2 separate regions of the Sus scrofa genome follow, and region 2 is linked to region 1. A link is a contact called in public Hi-C data. All regions are on one chromosome and are shown on one strand. Each heading gives the region's core, a stretch centred on a gene start, on an enhancer-like site or on the middle of the called end of the contact. The rest is flanking DNA. Distances are from core to core; before and after follow the strand shown. Region 1 holds the start of BABAM1 (BRISC and BRCA1-A complex member 1). Region 2 holds the start of OCEL1 (occludin/ELL domain-containing protein 1).

Evidence for each region. Hi-C and Micro-C count contacts between places; a contact is called where the count stands out from the background.
Region 2: a contact with region 1 is called in a Hi-C map of liver, with 4 times the contacts expected there. The contact joins the promoter of OCEL1 here to the promoter of BABAM1 in region 1. A contact is called at or near these places in 5 of 47 Hi-C or Micro-C datasets (embryonic fibroblasts, heart right ventricle, liver and 1 more) and 1 of 2 datasets of contacts at active chromatin or transcription factors (alveolar macrophages).

Annotation. Positions count from the first base shown.
Region 1 is chr2:60,405,943-60,412,809 of Sscrofa11.1, forward strand. BABAM1 (BRISC and BRCA1-A complex member 1) reads right to left here and starts at 1,800. Exons shown (of 9, transcript XM_021083571.1): 1 at 1,551-1,800; 2 at 330-674. The coding sequence starts at 623. It overlaps USHBP1 (Usher syndrome type-1C protein-binding protein 1), which reads left to right and starts at 5,687. Exons shown (of 12, transcript XM_021083573.1): 1 at 5,687-6,214; 2 at 6,302-6,450; 3 at 6,681-6,867. The coding sequence starts at 6,053.
Region 2 is chr2:60,441,646-60,448,194 of Sscrofa11.1, forward strand. It overlaps OCEL1 (occludin/ELL domain-containing protein 1), which reads right to left and starts at 3,371. Exons shown (of 6, transcript XM_003123490.4): 1 at 3,249-3,371; 2 at 2,731-2,907; 3 at 2,414-2,601; 4 at 1,489-1,654; 5 at 1,206-1,259; 6 at 558-981. The coding sequence starts at 3,317. The coding sequence ends at 859.

The sequences.
Region 1 (6,867 bases), core at 550-3,049:
ACAGACGGGAAGGCTGTGTGAAGACAGATTGCAATGATGCAACCACAAGCCAAGGCACAATTAGAGCCACCAGCAGCTGGAAGAGGCAAGGAAGGCTCCTCCCCTAGAGCCTCCAGAGGGGATGTGACACCTTGATTTCAGACTTCTGGCCTCCAGAACTGTGAGACAATAAATTTCTGTTGCTTTAAGCTCCCCCAGTGTGATAACTTGTTGTAGGAAACTTAGGAGACTAATACAAAGGGACTGTGTTCTAGAGTGAATCCAGAAAGACAACATTTAACTCAAGGTTCCCTAACACCCCAAAGCCACAAGCCAAGCCCCTCACTTACCACTTTCTCTGGACAGTTGACCCTTGGCGTCCGTACCTGGACCTCCGGGGTTGGTGGAGGCACCTGCCAGGGCTTGGGGCCGGCTCCTGGGGGGTTGAGGGTCCCATCATCAGCACTGGCTGCTTCACCTTCACCCTCACTGCGGCTGCCCACACTGGCCTGGGCCCCCAGTGCCCGGTCCTCAGCCCCCTCAGGGTTGGAGCGAGTGCGGGGCCTGGGCTCAGCAGACTGCTCCTCTTCCTCTTCCTCCTCCTCCTCCTCCTCAGTGGGACTGCTGGGCTCCACCACCTCCATGGCTCCTGAGTGGCTAGATGGAGTAGGGATGGGAGAAGCCAGGATTCTTCCCTGAAGGGTTTTAAAAGCATTTAGTTACTGGGCAGGAGAACAAGGCATGAGTTGCCTACTGACAGTAAGAGTCACTCCTCCCAGGGTCTTAGTTTCCCCATCTATGGGATGGACACCTTTTACACTTAGTGCAGCATCCACTCTGACTCAAGGTAACAGTCTATTTTTTCCTGTAGGGCTAACCCAACCCCTCCCTATTTTGTCCAGTGAGCACACCTGACCACTGTGAATGGCTCAGAGATGGGGATATGACCCAATGTAGGCCAGTGAGGGGTCGCTCTGAAACTTGCAAAAGTGCTGTTAGAAAAGGGGAACTCATCAGAGTTGCAGAGATGGGAGGTTACAAGTAGAGAGCTGGTAGAAGCTTCTAAGATGGGAAAGAGAGCCTGAAGAGATGCTCACCCAGTAAACAACAAATAGACTTCTGAGCACCTAGATCCATCTATAACTAAATTCTTTTTCTTGCTTAAGCCAGATTGAGTTGGTTTTTTTGTTACCTGAAACTGAAAATGTCCTGGTGAAGAAAGGAATAATAACTTCTAGGGTTCTCCCTACTGGGCGCTGGCTGCCTAGGGAGGGGAACAGATCTGTGTGCTACAATTTCCTCTGAGGAAAAACAGGAGGCCAGTGGAGCGGGCTGCCTAACTGCGCAATGGGTGCGGGCTGCTGGGGATGATCTCTGAGCGCCTTGCAGCCCCCACAATCTCTAAGGAAAACAAAGCTTAGCTGCAGCAAGAGGGATGAAGGCTAGACTGCAGGAGAAACCAGAACGGAAGGCGGAAGCCTCAAGGCAGGCGAGGGGCTAAAACTTTTGCGGCTAGGGACGTTAGGCCTCTGGAGACGAATCCCACAAGCATTCACCACCCAACTTCTCACCGTAGCCTGAACCTCCTTCCAACCCGGCTGTCGACTCGCTAGGAAGCCGCCATCTTTAGCAGCCGGAAGTGGTATGGCGCGGCCGCCACATCTCCTGGGAAATGTAGTTCATCAGGCCTCAAGCCGCGCGGAGATGTGAATGGGATGAAGCCGGAGAGTCTTGGATGCTGATAGGCTGGGACTGTGCTAGGCGGTGGGGTTTGGATTGCGATAAACTGGAGTGGAGCCGAGTGGAGAGGGATCTGGAAAGTGATTGGCTAAAGAGAGATGAGGAGGAACTTTTCATGTTTCTGACTGATTCCCACTGCGCTGGTCAATGCTTCTACCCTGATAGGCTGGAACGAGGCAGAGGGGAGTAGGACTTTTAGTGGGATTGGGTTCGAAAAATGGAGGAGTCCGAGCTGGCAGCGTAATTAAATGGAGTGGAACAGTTGGGCAGAGTTCAGAAGGGGCGGGCTGGTTGGTGATTGATGAAGTTGACCGCACCTCAGTGAGGGATTTTTTTTTTTTTGCCGCGGAGGTAGGCGTGGTCTAGATCCCAAGGCCCCGCCCAATTATTTAATTCTCCTTATTTTACATACATCTGCAGAAATTAAAAAACACTAAGCCAGGAGTTCCCCTCGTGGCACAGTGGTTAACGAATCTGACTAGGAACCATGAGGTTGCAGGTTCGATCCCTGCCCTTGGTCAGTGGGTTAACGATCCGGCGTTGCCGTGAGCTGTGGTGTAGGTTGCAGACGCGGCTCGGATACCGCGTTGCTGTGGCTCTGGCGTAGGCTACAGCTCCGATTCCACCCCTAGCCTGGGAACCTCCATATGCCGCGGGAACGGCTCAAGAAATGGCAAAAAGACCAAAAACAAAAACAAAAAACAAAAAACCAACAACACTAAGCCAGAACTATTTCAAACTACTCTTCCTTCTTCATGCGGAATTTACTCTTCAGCCCCATAACTATTTTATTTTATTTTGCTTTTTAGAGCAGCACCTACAGCATATGGAAGTTCCCAGGCTGCGGGTCTAATGCGAGCTGCAGCTGCCAGCCTAACCACAGCCACAGCAACTTGACATCTGAGCCGCATCTGCAACCTACACCACAGCTCATCGCAATGCCAAATCCTTAACCACTGAGCTAGTCCAGAAATCGAACCCGCACCCTCTTGAATACCACTGGGGTTTGTTACCACTGAGCCACACAGGAACTCCACCATAACCACTTTAAAGCTGAGCCTCAGTTTCTTTATTTGTAAAAGCCTACCCAAATCAGCCAGGCTCTGGTTCAGTGGTAGCCCAGAGGGGCTATCACTGCTTTGAAAATGGAGAATTTGTTGGAAAAAAAAACAAGAAGAGGGAGGTCATTCTCGGCAGAAAGAACTGCCTGGGCAAAGGTCTGGAGACTTTGAGGAGCCTTGGAGGGCTGGAGCCTCTCACAGGTTAATATGGCCAGAGCAGAGGGTTAGAGAGAGAATTTCATTGCCCCTGGGTACACACCCCTAATATCAGAGAATTTCAACTTCTCTCCTTGTGTCTCTGGGGACACAGAAGCAGGAAGACTCAGCCTCCTAGGGTCTGTCGGTGGGAGATTCAAGAACATTCATGCTGCCCTAGGCTCTGCACAGTTTAAACCAAAGGCAGAAGGAAGGAAGGGGTGATTCAGGTAGCGGTTATGGCACGGCCAATGTCTCCAGAGTGTGAGAGAATTGAGTGTGAGAGAATTGACCTCCTTCACAGAGGAGGTCATTGTGGCTGCAGCATGGAGTACATACTGGTGCTAGCAGAAAGCATATTGTTTTTAAAGACCTTGAATGCCAGGCTGAAGAGCTTGAAATGTTTCCCAAGGGCAATGGGGAGCCGTGGAGGGTGTATGAGCAGGGGAAGAGAACAGTGGTATCTCTGTCTCTGGAGTCTGGGTGGGGAAGGGAGTGGAGGGGTAGCCGGGAAGCCCAGGGAGGGAGCTGGCTGGCATCCAGATTGGGGAGGAGAGGCTTGGGCTGTGATTGTGGATGGAGACGAGACAAGGAGGTGGCCTTTAGAGGTACATGCAGGAAAAATGAGCAGGATATAGGGTCCAGCTGGGCTCTGAGGAATCCAACATTTATAGAGGAGAAATAGCAGCTGGCAGAGGAAGCAGAGATGAGATGGATAAAGAGTCAGTAGGAAACAAGGAGGATGTCTAACCATTCATTTCCCTGATGGTGCCTGACCATGTGCAAATTGCTTGTTAAAACTCCCATGAGGCAGTTCCCGTCATGGCTCAGTGTTTAACGAATCTGACTAGGAACCATGAGGTTTCAGGTTTGATCCCTGGCCTTGCTCAGTGGGTTAAGGATCTGGCATTGCCATGAGCTGTGGTGTAGGTCGCAGAAGTGGCTCACATCCTGAGTTGCTGTGGCTCTGGCAAAGGCCGGTGGCTACAGCTCCGATTGGACTCCTAGCCTGGGAACCTCCATATACCGTGGGAGCGGGCCAAGAAATGGCAAAAAGACAAACAAACAAACAAACAAACAAAACTCAAGTGAGGACTTCTCTCTGTAGTGCAACAGGATCAGCAACATCTCTGCAGTGCCAGGAGGCAGGTTTGATCCATGGCTGGCACAATGGATTTGGCGTTGCCACAGCTGCTGTATAGGTCGAAACTGGGGCTCGGATATGATCCCTGGCTCAGGAACTCCATATACTGCAGGGCGGCCAAAAAAGAAAAAAAGAAAGAAAGAAGGGAAAAAGGAAAAAACTCTCATAACACTGGTAAATGTATATATACCAGTACACACACATACACACACCCACACACACAATGGAATACTACTCAGCCATAAAAGAATGAAATAATGTCATTTGCAGCAACATGGATGGACCCAGAGATGATCATACTAAGTGAAATACACACACACACACACACACACACACACACACACACACACACACACAAAGCAAGGTGGTCTCTTGTGGCACAGCAGGTTAAGGATTGGGTATTGTCACTGCAAGCTGCTTGGGTTGCTGCTATAATGCAAGTTCAATCCCTGGCTCAGGAACTTCTATATGCCACAAGCACAGCCAAAAAAAAAAAAGTCAGTCAGACAGAAAAAGACAAATATCATGTGATATCATTTTATGTGGAATCTAAAAAAAAAGATGCAAATGAACTTATTTACAAAACAGAAATAGACTCACAGACATAGAAAGCAAACTTACAGTTACCAAAGGGGAAAGGTAGGGAGAGGAATTAACAGACACACTACTGTATATAAAATAAACAAGAAGGACCTACTGTATAGCATAGGGAACTGTATTCAATATCTTATAATAATGTATAATGGAAAGAACCTCAAAATAACTTTAAAAGAATATATAGTATATATACACATATATAACAATCACTTTGCTGTACACTTGAAACTAATATAACATTTTAAATCAATTAAACTCCAAGAAAAAGTTGTTGATATTGGGAAAAAAAACAAAAACCAAAAACTCCTATGACACTGTAGGAAGATAAGGAAATTGAGACTCAGAGGGGATCATTACTTGCTCAAGGTTACCAATCCCAGGTCTGTGACTGAAGTGGAACAAAAATTTTGACCCTGGAGTTCCCGTCATGGCTCAAGGGTTAACAAATCCAACTAGGAACCATGAGGTTGTGGGTTTGATCCCTGACCTTGCTTGGTGGGTTAAGGATCCGGCATTGCCGTGGGCTGTGGTGTAGGTTGCAGACGAGGCTCAGATCCCTCGTTGCTGTGGCTCTGACATAGGCTGGTGGCTGCAGCTCCGATTTGACCACTAGCCTGGGAACCTCCCTATGCCGAGGGAGCGGCCCAAGAAATTACAGAAAAAAAAAAAAAAAAAAAAAAAAAAAAAGAATTCTGACCCTGACAGGCAGAGAAAAGAAGTTTGCAGGGGAGCAAGATGAAGAGCATCAGCTCAGGGGAACATCCTGGCTTCTGGGAAATTAAATCCAAGAGTCAGAGATGGAGGAGCCATGGGCTTGGTGAGACAAGGAGGGACTGACATCCTGGGAGCTAGACATGTGTCCTCCTGCTGGGGCTCGAGGAAGCCTCTGTCCTTCAGGAGGAAACTGCACAATAACAAGTCACATGGCCCTGGGAGGGGGTTTCCTGTTTTCCGGCCCCTCCCAGGCTGGCCTTGGCCAGCCCAAGTCTGAGCAGGCAGTAGCCAGAGTTACCCCAAGAGTGTCCAAGGACTTGGTCCTCTGACCAAAGTGCCCCCAGAGTAATAGAGAAGTAGAGCAGGCTGAGGGGACCAAACCCCAGGATTGGAACTTCCGGTTCAGGAGAGCCCTGGCAGGGAGAGGGGACCATTGAAGTCCTTGCCATAAGCCCAGATAGGGGAGGGAGGGGAACAAAGACGCAGTGAAGAATAAGAGAGGCAGAGGAGAATGGGGAGGTCAGGGCAACCTTGAGAGGTAGTGAGCTTCCCGTCAAGGGAGGCATTTAAAAGTGCCAAACCATCATTGATAACTCAAGATCCTTCCAGAGAAGTGAAATCGATGTCCATTACACAGAAGAAATTGAGGCTGGCATTCACTTTGAGTTGGGATCAGGTTGTGATTTTAGGGGGTGAGGAAGACTCAGAAGACACTGATTTCTGGATAACAATGAGTGCCAGGGCCACGCGGCCCCGAAGCCGGCGAGGGAGGCATGCTTTGCCCGTAAGTGTCCCCTGTCCCTGCCACACCCATCTCTGTGGGACCTCAGGACCCAGACCTGCCTGGCTCAGTCCTAGGGATCATTTGCAGGGTGAGCTGGACCCTGTGGCAGAGAGTTCAGAGGAGGCCGAGGCAGCCAGTGGGAGCTCTCACCTGGGCCCTGTGCCATCTCAGGATAGCTGTAAGCCGGAGCTGCTGGGCCATGAGGTGGAGGCCAAAGCAAAGAGCCTGGAGAGCAGGTAAGGCCTGTTTGTCCTGTGACCCCTACTCCAGGCTGGGCACATCTTTCCCACCCATAGATCTGTTTATGTCCCTCCCCTACTCACATGCATGTCATGGCTCCCACTGCCCTCAGCCTGACTTTCAAGGCCCTGTGCAATGCAGTCACAGCCTTGTTACAAAGCCTCTGTGTGTTAGCCACCCCAGATGACCCCATTTCTAGAACTTTCCATCTCTCACCTCTTCACAGGCCTGACAAAGAAGTTGATGGGGACTCTCACGGGGGGCCAGCTCTAGCTCCAGAGAGGCCCCATGAGCCTGCAGAGGAAGCCCGTCATGCCCCAGAGGCAGCCCCACGGGAAAGGGAGACCAGCCCTTCTGAACCTGGAGCCCCCGATGTGTTTCAGACTCTACAGCATGCTCTGAGCTCTCTGGAA
Region 2 (6,549 bases), core at 2,121-4,620, 37 kb after region 1:
GGAAACTCTTGCCCTGGGGCTCCCCTGTCCCAAGCCTGGCAGAGGAGGTGATGCTGGGGTCAGCCCCTCAGCTTCCCACTCAAAGGCCACTTGACCTCTTGGAGGAGAGGGAACCTCCTGGACAGACTAGGGTTCACAGCCCACCCAGAGACCCTGGACAAATCCCTTTTTTGGAGCCTCTAGAAAATGGAAGAAAGGAGTTCCTGCTGTGGTGCAGTGGGTTAAGAATCAGACTGCAGGAGTTCCCTCTGTTGTGAAATGGGATCATTGGTGTCTTGGGAGCACTGGGAGGCAGGTTCCATCCCTGGCCCGGCACAGTGGGTTAAGGATCCGGCATTACCGCAGCTATGGCTTAGGTGGCAACTGCGGCTCGGATCTGATCCCTGGCCTAGGAACTCCATATGCCTTGGGACGGCCAAAAAAGAAGAATCAGACTGCAGCAGCTCGGCTGGCTGAGGAGGAGAGAGTTCAATCCCTGGCCCAGATGCTTCAAGTGTAGCCATTAAAAAGAAAATGGAAAAACAATTTTTTTTGGTGGCAAAGAGTGAAATCAGGAGTTTTATGCAGCTGTACACAGTAGGTATTTAATAGGTGTTTATTCCACTGGGATGGAGGGTAGGACCCGCTTCACGGGCTGAGATCTGGGGTCTCCTTGGGAGTCCCAGAGGAGGTTCTGGGAGGGCTTCCTGGAGGACGGGCCATCAGATCTGGGCCTTAAAGGCAGAGTCACTTGAAATCAGGGAAGGCGTACCCCAGGGGTGGGCAACAGCGAGAGCTAAGGCCAGGAGCTGGGCAGAGAAGTAAGGGAAGGGCCCCGAGCCCCACCCCATGTTTCTCTCTGTCTCTTGGCTAGGACATTCAGAAGTACACAGAGCCCTCGCTGTCTCCTTGGTCATCAAACTTCTGGATCTGCATCTTCAGGTGCCTTAGTTTGCCCTTTAGGTAGTGGCAGCGAGCCTGCTTGTCCAGGAAGCTGGGGTCCTGAGTAGGGCAAGAGCCAGGGAAGTCCTTTTGGCAGTCTGGCCTGTGGCTCTCAAGCTGCTTGACCCTTTGCCTTTCCCTCTCTGAGCCTCAGTTCTCTTTCCTTGAAACAGGGCACAAGCGTCCCAGCCTCATGGGGGAGAGAAAGAGGGAGAGTGTGTATGTGTGTGTGTGCACAGGCGTGTGCAAAGGCCAGGCTCTAGGACTCAGGAGGCATGACTCACCATCTGCTTCTTCTTAAATTCCCTCCAGACACGGGCAGCAACATGGGCCTCCTTCTGCAAGGGGAGAAAAAGGGGGTGCTCAGGGAGCATGGGACCCAAGGATGGATGGGAAAACAGGCTCAGACAGACAAGGTGGACCTCAAGGGCTGACCTTGGCCCATGTGCTGTGGTGCCACCCAGCCTGAAGGAGAGGCCCAGAGATCTGAACCCAACGGATTTCTGGAGGCCAAGGTTGAGCCACATGGAAGGGCTATAGCGTGGGGTTTTCCACCTGGGTGCTGACCTGGCTTTGGGGTGGAGGCAGTGAGTTCAGCAGGGCCTGCAGCTGCTGGAGCTTTGCCTGGGCAGAGCCCACCTCCTGCTGGAGCTCCAAGAACTCTGAGTACTGGTCCTGGAACACTGCAACATAGCGGCTTCGATCCGTCTCACTGCTCACTGATGGGTACTTACTATAGGGTGGGAAGGGAGTCAAAGTGCGAGTGTAAAGAATCTCTCTTTTCTCCATTCAGTGCGATTTTGTAATTTTTTTTCTTTGTCCATGTCGGATTCTTTGCCCCAAGCGCACTTTTTCTCTTTTTACTATTTGGTAAACTCTTATTTACTTGGCAAAACCCAAACCTCAGAGTTCCCACTGAGGTTCAGCAGGTTAAGAATATGACTAGTGGGAGTTCCCGATGTGGCACAGCAAAATGAATCTGACTAGTATCCATGAGGATGAGGGGTGGATCCCTGGCCTCGCTCAGTGGGTTGGGGATCTGGCATTGCTGAGGTGGCTCAGATTCCACGTAGCTGATGTAGGTCAGCAGCTGTAGCTCCAATTCCACCCCTAGCTTGGGAACTTCCATATGCCACACATGTGTCCCCAAAAAGCAAAAAAAAAAAAAAAAAAAAAAAAGTAATATCACTACTATCCATGAGGACATGGGTTCCATTCCTGACCTTGCTCAGTGGGTTAAGGATCCCGAGTAGCTGCAAGCTGCTGCATAGGTCGCAGATGCGGCTCGGATCTGGCATTGCTGTGCCTGTGGTGTAGGCTGGCAGCTGCAGCTCCGATTTGACCCCTAGCCTGGGATCTTCCATATGCTGCTGGTGCAGCCCTAAAAAAGAAAACGAACTAACAAACAACAACAAAAAAAACAACCACCCTCCCCAACCTCAGTACTCCTTCCCTGTTCCCAGGCATCAGGAACCACAGCAGAGACACTCACAGCTCATAGTCAGGAACTGGGTGGAGCCTAGGCATTTGTTCCTTGGGGACGGCTCTAATAGACTTCTTGGTGCCCAGGGGCAGCTCATCCTCAAATACAATCTTCCTGGGCCTTGTTCTGTGTGCTCCGGGCTGGGGCTGGCACAGAGGGCGAGGCGCGCTGGGTTTGAGGCTTCCAGGCACCGGTCGCTGAAGACGCCGCAGGAATCACGATTTGGAGTTAATGAGGGTATCGGGAAGCTGAGATCCCTTAAACAGGGGGGAATGAATCCTTATGCCTAGGTCCAGCCTGTGGGCTCGCCTCCCATTCAGACTCACCGGGGGACCAGGGCCAGGCGGGTGGGTCTGCAGGTTTCCCCGGGAGCCGCAGGTGTGGAGGGGCTCCCGAGTGGGCATCGGCTTCCGGGCGGCGCCGCTCGGGCGCCCCCGGGCCGGTGAGTGGGTCCTTCGGGGAGAGTCGTGGCTCCCGCGTGGCGGGGGCGGTCGACGCGCGGCCTGTGGACACGGAAGAGGACGCGCATGGAGGACCGTGAAATAGCAAGGACAGACAGGAGGTGGATCTTGGCGCACCAAACTCTCCATCCGCTAGCACGTTCTCCAGCTCCGCCCTCATTTGCATAAACCCCCTCCGCCGAGTGCGTAACCCGGAAGAGCGCTATGCAAATGATCCGTTACGTCACCGCCCAGCCCAGGTTTGGCTCTATTAACCCCGGCGCTGCCATTGCCATAACCTCTCCCGCAGGAGTGTGCGAAGCTCAAGGACCTCGCGCGGAACAAAACCTTCGGGATCTCCGGCCCGACTGCAGGCTGTAGGAACTACTCCCTCCCCTGGTCACCTGTCCCAGTGTCCGGGGCTCCGAGTCTGGGTCCGCTCCCGAACAGGCGCTAGAGTCCGTGTTGTGCATTAACTACCGGCTGGACTGAACTGGCTCGGTTGATCAGCAGGGCGGGGGCGGGGCCTGGCGGTACAGGGTGTGGCTGGCGGTGAGGGGGCGGGGCCTGTCGAACGGGGACGTTGACCCACACCCTTGAAACTCAGGTTCAAGTCCAACGGAGACCACTGCCTGCTGTGTATTTGGGGCCAGACTCCCTCTCTCTGACCTCCAGTTTATTTGTCTGAAAAACTGGTGGTTTTGGAGAATTTGCAATTATCTATTTACTCAGTGATTATATTTTAAAACTATTTCTTTAAATAATCACTGGAAGCTTGCATAGAAAATTTAAATAGGGGAGTTCCCATTGTGGCTCAGTGGCTTAAGAATCCGACTAGTATTCTTGAGAATATGGGTTCGATCCCTGGCCATGCTCAGGGGGTTAAAGCTCTGGTGTCGCCGTGAGCTACGGTGTTAGGTACAGGAGGCGCCTCCCGTCCTGCATTGCTGTGGCTGTGGTGTAGGCCAGCAGCTGCAACTACCAATTCGACCTCTAGCCTGGGAACTTCCATATGCTGAGGGTGTGTACCTAAAAAGACAAAAAAGATAAGAAAATTCAAGTAGAAAAGATGCTTAGGGCAAAGCGAATTTCTCACCCATCTTAATTTTTTTTGTCTTTTCAGGGCTGCATCCGTGGCATATGGCAGTTCTCAGGCTAGGGGTTGAATCCTAGCTGAAGCTGCTGGCCTACACCACAGCCACAGCAACACCAGGTCCAAGCCTCATCTGTAACCTACACCACAGCTTGTGGCAACACCAGATCCCTAACCCACTGAGCAATGCCACGGATGGAACCCACGTCGTCATGGATACTAGTCAGGTTCATTATCGCTGAATCACAAAGGGAACTACTCTCACCCATCTTTATCCCTTGAGGCAGCAGTTAATAGTGTCTCCTTCTGGATATATCTTAATTCAGTAACAAATAAATGTTCCTCACTACTACAGACAATATGTAGAAAGAATATTTCAGTGCACATTTCTTTGGCCAATTATGGAAGATTGTGTAGGATAAATGCCTAGAAGTGAAATTGCCTGGGCAAAGGGACCTGGGTATTATAATTTGGAAAGATATTGTATCCCTGGCCTTATTCAGCGTGTTAAGGATCTGATGTTGCCATGAGCTGTGCTGTAGATCACAGACGTGGCTTGGATCTGGCATTGCTATGGTGTGGTGTAGTCCAGCAGCTACAGCTCTGCTTCAACCCCTAGCCTGGTAACTTCCATCAAAAAAAAGAAAGAAAGAAAGAAAGAAAATACTGTCAAGTGGCTCTTCAGTGAGGCTGTGCTACTGATGTTCTAATCAGCTGGTTTTCCCACAATCTTTGCAAACCAAATGGTATCACAGTTTCCTGTAAGTGTATTTTCAGTTTTAAATCTTGCCTAATCTATGAGTGAAAATATTCAGAAACCTTTTGAATTTCTTTTCCTGTTTATTTCCTGCAAATTTTTTTTCCTTCTTGATTTTTAAGAGCTTTCCATATATTAATTTAACCAGGCAGGGAGTTCCTATTGTGACTCAGTGGGTTAAGAACCTGCTTAGTATCCATGAGGATGTACATTCAATCCCTGGCTTCACTCAGTGGATTAAGGATCCAGGGTTGCCACAAGCTGCTGTGTAGGTCGAAAATGCCACTAGGATCTGGCATTGCTGTGGCTGTGGTGTAGGCCGGCAGCTGCAGCTCCAATTTGATCCTTAGCTTGGGAACTTCCATACACCAAGAGTGGGGCCCTAAAAAGACAAAAATAAAACAAAAATCAAAAAACCCATGGGCAGTGTGTCCCTCCCTGTCCCCAGGCATGTGGAAGTTCCTGGGCCAGGGATCAAAACAGCGCCACAGCAGTGACGTAAATCACACTGGCAGATTCCTTTTTGTGTCTTTTTAGGTCCTTACGCAGGGCACATGGACGTTCCCAGGCTAGGGGTTGAATTGGAACTGTATCGGATAGCCTACACCACAGCCACGGCAACTTGGGATTCAAATCGAGTCTGTAACCTACACCACAGCTCACAGTGGATCCTTAACCCACTGAGCAAGGCGAGGGATAGAACCTGTGTCCTCATGAATCCTAGTCAGATTCGTTTCCGCTGAGCCATGACGGGAACTCCTACATTGGCAGATTCTTTTTTTTTTTTTTTTGTCTTTTTGCTATTTCTTGGGCTGCTCCCACGGCACATGGAGGTTCCCAGGCTAGGGGTCCAATTGGAGCTGTAGCCACCGGCCTACGCCAGAGCCACAGCAACGCGGGATCCGAGCCGCGTCTGCAACCTACACCACAGCTCACGGCAATGCTGGATCCTTAACCCACTGAGCAAGGGCAGGGATCGAACATACAACCTCATGGTTTCTAGTCGGATTCGTTAACCACTGTGCCACGATGGGAACTCCTGGCAGATTCTTAACTTGCTGAGTTGCCATATCTTTTCTGTTACTATCATGGGATCTTCTGATATATTTTGCAGCTTTTCTTTTTTGCATATAGGAAACTATTCATTAAGTTCCTCACTAGTTTACTAAATTCTCTTATTGAAATAACTTATTTATTTTTATTCATCATTTATTTTGCTTTTTAGGGGCGCACCCATGGCATATAGAAGTTCCCAGGCTAGGGGTCCAATTGGAGCTACAGCTGCCAGCCTACGGCCACAGCCACAGCAATGCCAGATCCGAGACACATCTGAGACATACACCACAGCTCTTGGCAACGCCAGATCCTTAACCCACTGAGCAAGGCCCAGGGATCAAACCCGAAACCTCGTGGTTCCTAGTCAGATTCATTTCCGACGCGCCACGACAGGAACTCCATATTTATTTTTATTTTTGGCCATATCTTAGCATATGGAATTCCTGGGCCTGGGATAAGATTTGAGCCATAGTTGCTTTCTAAGCCATGTCCCATCACTCCGAAGATGCCGCCAATCCTGTTGCACCACAGCAGGAACTGCTGAAATAGCTTTTTAGTTTGCTTGGGACTATTTTTAATTTTATTTTATTTTGCTTTTTAGGGTCACACCTACAGCATATGGAAGTTCCCAGGCTAAAGGTGGAATTGGAGCTGTAGCTGCTGGCATATACCACAGCTATAGCAATGTGGGATCTGATTGGCATTGCAAACTACACCACAGCTCATGGAGATGCTGCATCATTAACCCACTGATCGAAGCTGGGATTGAACCAGAATCCCTGTGGACACTGGTTGGGTT